Linked DNA regions of Mus musculus: region 1 is linked to region 2. The links are chromatin contacts, called in public HiChIP or PLAC-seq maps. All regions are on one chromosome and are shown on one strand. The core of a region is the stretch at or near the end of the contact, and the rest is flanking DNA. Distances in the headings are between cores, read along the strand shown. Region 1 has its middle 4.7 kb from the start of Adra2a. Region 2 overlaps Rbm20 (RNA binding motif protein 20).

The links. HiChIP or PLAC-seq counts read pairs in DNA pulled down with a chosen protein or histone mark.
Region 1: a contact with region 2 is called in a FOXA1 HiChIP or PLAC-seq map of pancreatic cancer cells. The contact joins two enhancer-like sites. A contact is called at or near these places in 1 of 39 promoter capture datasets (hematopoietic stem and progenitor cells), 3 of 115 datasets of contacts at active chromatin or transcription factors (embryonic stem cells, kidney and pancreatic cancer cells) and 1 of 9 other capture datasets (liver).

The regions. Positions count from the first base shown.
Region 1 is chr19:54,038,621-54,042,447 of GRCm38.p6, forward strand. No RefSeq gene overlaps it. Among named protein-coding and RNA genes, the nearest start is that of Adra2a, 4.7 kb to the right of the region's middle. Within about 2 kb of position 1,946, at least 29 of the 459 cell types and tissues checked have an H3K27ac peak or open chromatin away from gene starts, as enhancers often do. A contact at or near this core is called in pancreatic cancer cells, where this site is marked.
Region 2 is chr19:53,709,214-53,712,567 of GRCm38.p6, forward strand. All of the region lies in intron 1 of Rbm20 (RNA binding motif protein 20), which reads left to right. Among named protein-coding and RNA genes, the nearest start is that of Rbm20, 34 kb to the left of the region's middle. Within about 2 kb of position 1,823, at least 48 of the 459 cell types and tissues checked have an H3K27ac peak or open chromatin away from gene starts, as enhancers often do. A contact at or near this core is called in pancreatic cancer cells, where this site is marked.

The sequences.
Region 1 (3,827 bases), core at 696-3,195, 330 kb after region 2:
ATCTTAAAAGTACCATCATTGCTGGAAATCTTCCTCCTCCCCCTCCTCCTCCTCCTCTACCTCCTCCTCTTCCTCCTCCTCTTCCTCCTCCTCCTCCTCCCTCCTCCTCCTCCCTCCTCCTCCTCCTCCTCCTCCTCTTTTTCTTAACTATGTAGACAAGGCTGGGTTTGACTTTAGGTTAGCCTGCCCTAACCAAAGTTCTAGGGTTAAATGTGTGTGCCCCACTACTCTTTGCTCTTCATAAAAGCTTGGTTATATTTTGAGTATCCAAAAGAGTCCTCAAGACAGACCGAAGTACGCTTTGTGTGTGATTTTCGTCAGTGGACCTGACTCATGGAGATGATCAATATGGTTTTACTATCAATGAAAGCTTTTGCATCAGTTATTCCAGCCAAGTGTTCTGATTGAACAGAGTGGAAACCAACTGGAAGAGTAGAGAAGGTAGTAGCTGTGTGGGCTGTGGAGTCACTCAGTCTGAGGAAGAGAAAGAAGGGACCCACTGCTCTGCCTCACAGCTGTAAAACCGGACACAGCTGGGACAGACATATGGTGACTTCTCCCCAGACATGTTGAGAACTGGTTGGCTCCTTATATTTATTAGCCTGTGCTTTTGCTTCATCTCCTTCCTTTGGGGAGGGAAGGAGGAAACGAGAGAAAACGAGGAGAGCCAAGAGGATGTCTCCGCCCCTTTGAGACTGTATGAAATGCTGCATCCACCTTGCCCAAAATCTATCTCTGTCCCCGGGATGGAACCAGATCTCACTTACCTTAATCAAGCCATTTACTGTTCTATTTCAGGTAGAGTTAGCGTAGTTGTAGAAGAACACCCCTTGGAAGTGTTGACGTCTTTTTTTTCCCCCAGCTTAAGTTACCTCAGCTTTAATGGCTGGGTTCCCCTCTTTCCCTCTGCCACCCACTCCTAGAGTCTAGTCCACACCGGATTCCAGATCCAGGCACAACTGTCAACGGGTGAGTGACCTCCAAAAGAGGTGATTCCTAATTTCCATCTGTTACAGACTTTATAGTGCAGATGGCCTGCTGTGAGGCTTTCCCTGCCAAGCCCAATGTCACCGCTTCTCTGGATTTTACCAGTGTTGTACGTCTTCTCTGGGGTAAGGAGCCCTGCGCATCTCCTTGAATATGAACATCAACTGTTATACACACTCTTACCTTTTACACAAATGCTACACCGATGTAAACCAACTGTGGTAAGCCCATTAATGCCACTTAGTTTTGCTTTACTTCATATTTCTAGCGCTGGTTTGGTTTATTAACTCCATGGCTAAGACTAAAGGGGAAAGTGTTGCTAGACAAACAAAACAATATGCAATGTATATTTTGCAGCCATTAAGCCAAACTCTAAGCTGAATATTGTCTATGCATTCACACATTTAATCTCTATTTAAAAGCGTGTGTGTGCTGTGTACAACTATTTCCTTTTTTCCACATGTGGAAACTAGGGCTCAGCAAAGTCAAATAAATAAAATTATTAAATGGCAGAAGCAGGGCCAGAACTTCTGCCTTTTTACTCCCAAGTCCAAATTATCAATGGCTCACTTGAAGTGCCTCTCAGGACCTTTTAGGCAGGGACTCCTGAGCAAGGGCGGGCTGTTCTTGGTGCTGTGGACTGAGGAGAGTGGGAAAAGATCATTTTAGTAATAGTCATAGCCAGATTCATATTCTCTCCCTCTCTCCTCCCTTTCCCTCCCTACCCCCGCCCCTCGTCTCTGTTCCCCCTTCTGTTTTTCCCTGTGTTTCAGGCATATTGTCTCCATGGTTTCTTTAAGCAAACATGAAGGGGTGATTCACTTTACCTAATTAGATTAATGGAATGTTAGCTTAAGAGTTATTACTGTAGGTGACAAATGTCTCCTTTGTACCCACGGGCTGGTGCCCTATCTCACGTGTCAAGTGCAAGAACAAATAGCCATTGCTCACCATAGCCAGTTCTGGAGTTGCTTTTCCTTGTGTGTCTGGACAAAGCAGAACATTATTCCTTAGGTGGTTGGGTGGGGCAGGCACTTATCTGTGAGGAATGTCCCAGGAACCTGAGGTAGGCAACGTTATGCTTTGTGTGTGTACACACACAAACTCTTCAGGGTCACACTTTTAGCCAAGGCACAACATGTTAGGTAGACTAAGGTTGCAGCCAAGAGTTTGCAGAGAGCCCAACCTTCCTTGGCATCCTTGGAGTAGAGTTGATCCTGGCACCCACTGATATCTTCCTGGTCTTGGCTGGAGGCTTTCACAGATAGGAAACCACCTGGCTCTAGTTTCCAGGCCAGGAAAGACAAGGTCAGAGGCAGGGCTTATTGTTGAAGCTTGTGAACAAGCCACAGAGATCTGGCATCACGGTGTGGCATGAGAGCAGATGAAGACAGCTCTATGAAACACCCCTGGAAGAGGCCTCTTTCCTTCTGCCTCCTATCAACTTGCAATAATCACAGGATGCTAAAGGCATCAGCGCAGGATGATGGGGAAGTTATGTGAAAGCTCAGAGAAGGTGTGGGTCTCCCTCTAGTGACTCCTCCCTCCTCCCTCCCTAAAGACTCACTTCCTGCAATGAAGCTCCGCCTCTTAAAGGATCCACAACTCCCTAAACATTGCTGTCAACCGAGGCCAAATGGGCAAACACGTGGGCCTGTGGGAGGACGTGCTGCTTTCTAACTGCAGCAAAAGGCATTGCCTCCAGTGACTTCCTGCCTTCAGCCAAGGCTCTCACTTCTTTACATTGCCACAACCTCTCAAAATAGTGCTACCAGCCCGGGAGCAAACTGTCAACACAAAAGCCTGCGTGGAACACTTTGTATTTAAGCTATAGCAGTAGCCGAGATGCCAAGGCACATTTGGGTCTTGTCTGACACTGGAACCAGCTGTAACTTGAAGACACATTGAGACTGTTTGCCTTAAGCAGTGTTCACTTTTTGTCAATCATCTAGTTGACACAATTAGAATACCTCTGTTGATTTAAATATTTCTTTTAGGGAAAAACAACAACAACAAAAGAATGAGAGGATCTTTGTCTAGGAGTTTTATTGCTGCAAAGAGACTATGACCATGGCAACCCTTATAAAGGAAAACGCTTAACTGGGGCTGGCTTGCAGTTCAGAAGTTTAGTCCATTGTTGTCATGGAAGGAAGCATGGCGGCGTGCAGGCAGACTTGGTGCTGGAGAAGTAGTTGAGAGCTCTACATCCAGATCTAAAGAGAGAGTGGCCTACCTTGAGTTTCTGAAACTTCAAAGCCCACCCCCAGTGACACACTTCCTCCAACAAGGCCACACCTAATAGTGTCACTCCCTGTGAACCCTTGGGGGCGGTTTTCATTCAAACCATTGCAGTCTTATACCTATATCCATGGATTAGTTAGCATAGCTGAATCCTGACTTGGGGCTGAAGTATTAGCCGTCTTGGCTGTCTGCTTGTGTGCCTGTTTTGTTGACAGCTCAGTCAGATGGGGAATTCATTTCATCTCACGAACATTTATAGAGGTGTGTGTGTGTGTGTGTGTGTGTGTGTGTTTAAAATGTAAGTACCAAGACCCCACTCTAATACTAGTAAACTGGTATTCTCAAGGAGTCTGACCCAGAAATATTTTGTGACGTTGCAGGTAGAGCCCAGGGCCTCATGAAAACTAGACATCTCTGCCTTGAGAAATGTGATTTGTAAGCATCCCTCTTCAGGGATGCTCAAGGATTAAAAGATGAGCCCAGCATATGTGAGTGGGTAGGCCTGAAGAGCAATTTATTCAAGCTAATACTGATACCCAGGAGAGGAAGGGGTTCTCATCTCTTCATGCTCTATAGCAGAGAGAGAGCATGAAAAATGT
Region 2 (3,354 bases), core at 573-3,072:
GAACAGACCAAGATCTTGTCCTTAGTTTTGACAAGAGTGTAAGTATATTTTTTTTCCTCTAGGTTTTACTAATAAGTTTATGTGTCTAAGCACTTGTCTATAGGTGTGTATGCACACTGCATGCATGCCTGATGTCTGTGGGGCTCAGGAGAGGGTTTTGGATCCCCTGAAACTGGAGTTACAGATGGTTATAAGCTATCCTGTGGGTACTGGGAACCAGACTCAGGTCCTCTGCAAGAGCAGACAGTGCTCTGAACCACTGAGCCATCTCTCTAGCCCCTTGGCTTTGAGTCCTGGACCTAACCAAAATTGGCTTTTATAGAATCAACCAGCATTATTTATTTATTTAGCATCTGATTCAATTTCGGTTTTCAAATTTTGGGGCTATAAGTGGCACAAACAAAAGCAGAAGTTAAAATATTGTAAAAAAAATAATTTCTCTGAAAATGTGAAGCTTTTATTAAAATCCAGCGCTCTGTAAAATTTTTAACGAATGAGGTCAAGGGTTAGGTTGGTAGCATTTGAAGACGTGTTTGCGCTATTTGGGATTTTGGGAAAAGTGAAATTATTTTTTAGAGTCTATGCATTTAAGAGGTTTTGCTTTTGCTTTTGGAGTTGGGGCTGGAGAGGTGGCTTAGAGGCTAAGAGCACTGCCTGTTCTCCCAGAGGGCCAGATTTGACTCCCAGCACCCACACAATGGCTCAGAATCTCCAGTTCCAGGGGCTCCAGTGTTCCCTTCCCGCTCTCAGGATAATGTGTCCATTATCTGTGGTGCACAGACAGACATACAGGCAAAACACCCACTCACATAAAATAGTAAAATAACTTTTTAAAGTGTACACTTATTTATTTCGCATGCGTATGTTCAGGCATGGGTGTTGGCACGGGTGTGGAATTTAGAGCTGGAATTGATGCTTCCTTCTACCATGGGATTGAACTCAGGTCGTAGGTTTGCCCCCTTTCCTGCTGAGACATCTCACTGATTGATTTATTTAAAAATTATTTATTTTGTGAGTATGCGTAAAGTATCAATTTGTGTGTGCACGTGTGCCATAGTGCACTGGTGGAGCTTAGAGAACAACTTACTGCCACCCCATGGGATCAGGAGATCAAATTTAGGTCATTGGACTTGGAGGCAAGTGCCTTAATCCACGGAGCCAGCCACTTCACCCACCCAATGGGTGTATCTGTGGTGTAACAGTTTTCTCCGAGATGGAAACATTCTATCCTATAAGTTACCTAGTGGACTTGGGTAGAAATTCTGGCTTTCTTAAGCCTCAATTTTTTTTAGTCTATAAAATGAGTCTCCAGACTGGAAGTGTGGTTTAGTGGAAGAACACTTTTGCCCAACTTCTGCAGGACTACAAACAAACAAAGTGAATTAGGAAAGAAAGAGTACAGAAGAAACTTCTGTTTCTGTTGGCAAACGCTCCTGACTTCTGAGAGTCAGGGTAAGAATGAGAAAGTCTTAGTGCATCGGATGCAGTGCCTACTGCATAGGACGAACTCGAAAGCTGTTTGCTGGCTGAATCAACAGCAAAAGATGTTGCTGGCTGTCTGTTTTTTCCTGCTAACAATCATGGCAACATTTATTAGTGTTGTTCTTTAGCAAGGTACATCCTGTAACCCCTTAGCTTCATCTCTGCAGTGTTTGCCCCACAGCATGGGTATCAAAGTCCCTCATGAACCTTTAGGTCCTATCAGAAGACCAGATGGAAAGATGGTCTAACCACATGTTTGCAGCTGGGGCTTTCCACAGACAGGGTGTGGCTGGTCCAAGCCTAGTGCATGGCTAGTGTGTGGCTGCACTGCCTTCCAGAAGCCCTGACAGACTGGGCTCGCGCCCACCAGTTTCCCATTCAGGCAGATCAGCATGGTGCAGATGGCCCAGAGTGGATCATCTGGCTATTGTCACTCACAGCTCATGTCCTCTGGTGCCACAGGTGGCAGAGGACTGTTCCGTCTCTAGATTAGCATTGGTGCCTCTCACCTCCTCATCTGAGCTTCCGAGGAAGGGCAAAATGACTTGAAAACAATTACTTAAGCTAATTTAAAAACAACGAAAGCCACAAACTTGGAGTCATGGTCTGTCAGCTGGCACCTGTTGTCACACAGGCTGCTCTGGAGGGAAGCAATTAGGATTAGTTTGCTTGGCACAACCCCTAAATGTCCTCGATGGGGGCAGGAGCCAGGGAGTGGGCGGTGGGTTTGCTTTTAGGGTGTGTCACCTCCTTCCAAGCAGATGTGATGAAGGAATTTACAGAGTGGGGTGGAATGGGTCCGCCCGGGAAGCCCTGTTGGGTGATTTCCTGTCTAAATGGCTCATTCATAAAATGCCTCCTTTTCTGTCTCCAGAGGCCACTGTCCGCTGCCAGGTTCTTCCTCATCCCTGGGGTGTGGCTTTCAAATCCGGAGGAGGAGCTCAGGCCATGCAAAGGGGGCCAGGAGCCTCCTCTGTTCTGCTCTGAGAGTCTGCATGATGGATAGCCTGGGTCTCTCAGAGTCTCACAGTCAGCTGTGAATCAGAACCTGCCAAGGGTGTTTGGCCAACCCTGGGAGTGACATTCGCAGCAAACCAGCCTGGGCTCCTACACACTGCCCATGGCACCTGGGAATGGAAGGATGGATGCTGGGGGGGGGGGTGCTGGGGAGAGCAAGCATGGCTCAGCTCAGTGTGGCTGGACCTACTTGACCCCAGCTCTGCCACTTTCAGGAAGAGGTGATCCTGTGGCTGAAGGAGGTGGGCTCCTCTGAAGAGGTGACTTGCTCAGCGTTTGCTTACAAGAGCTTACAAAATACCTCTCCTCTTCCCACTCCTCAAATTCAAGCTCTGTAACCTCCTCCCGCCCTCCTTTGAGTTAGGGCCTTATGCAGCCCAGGCTAGCCTCAAACTATAGCCCTATTGCTTAGAATAACTTGGAACTCATGTACCTTCTATTCTCCTAAATGCTAGGATTGTGTCTCCATTCCCAGTTTGGCGGTGCCAGAGATCGGAGCCCAGGCTTCCTGCTTGCAAGGCGAGGAGCAGCAATGCTTACCATGTAAGCACCACACCCAGGGGTCCGATTCTTTCCATCTTTTTGTATGAAAGATATTGAGTTGGGGTGCCATGCCTCTGCTCTGTGAGTACCTGCTTGATAGGAGAGAGTCATGGCCACCTTCTCTCTCCATGCACCGATGACCATACTGTGACAGCCTTTGAGCAATGAAGTGATATGTAGCTGAGGACATTTCACTCCCTTGTCAGGACTGCTTAGGAAGCTGGTGACAGAACTGGCCCTGAATCCCAAGGACACACTGTCTCCCTCTGCTGTCAGATTTGATGTCCTCTACCACAGAGTCTGCCCAGATCT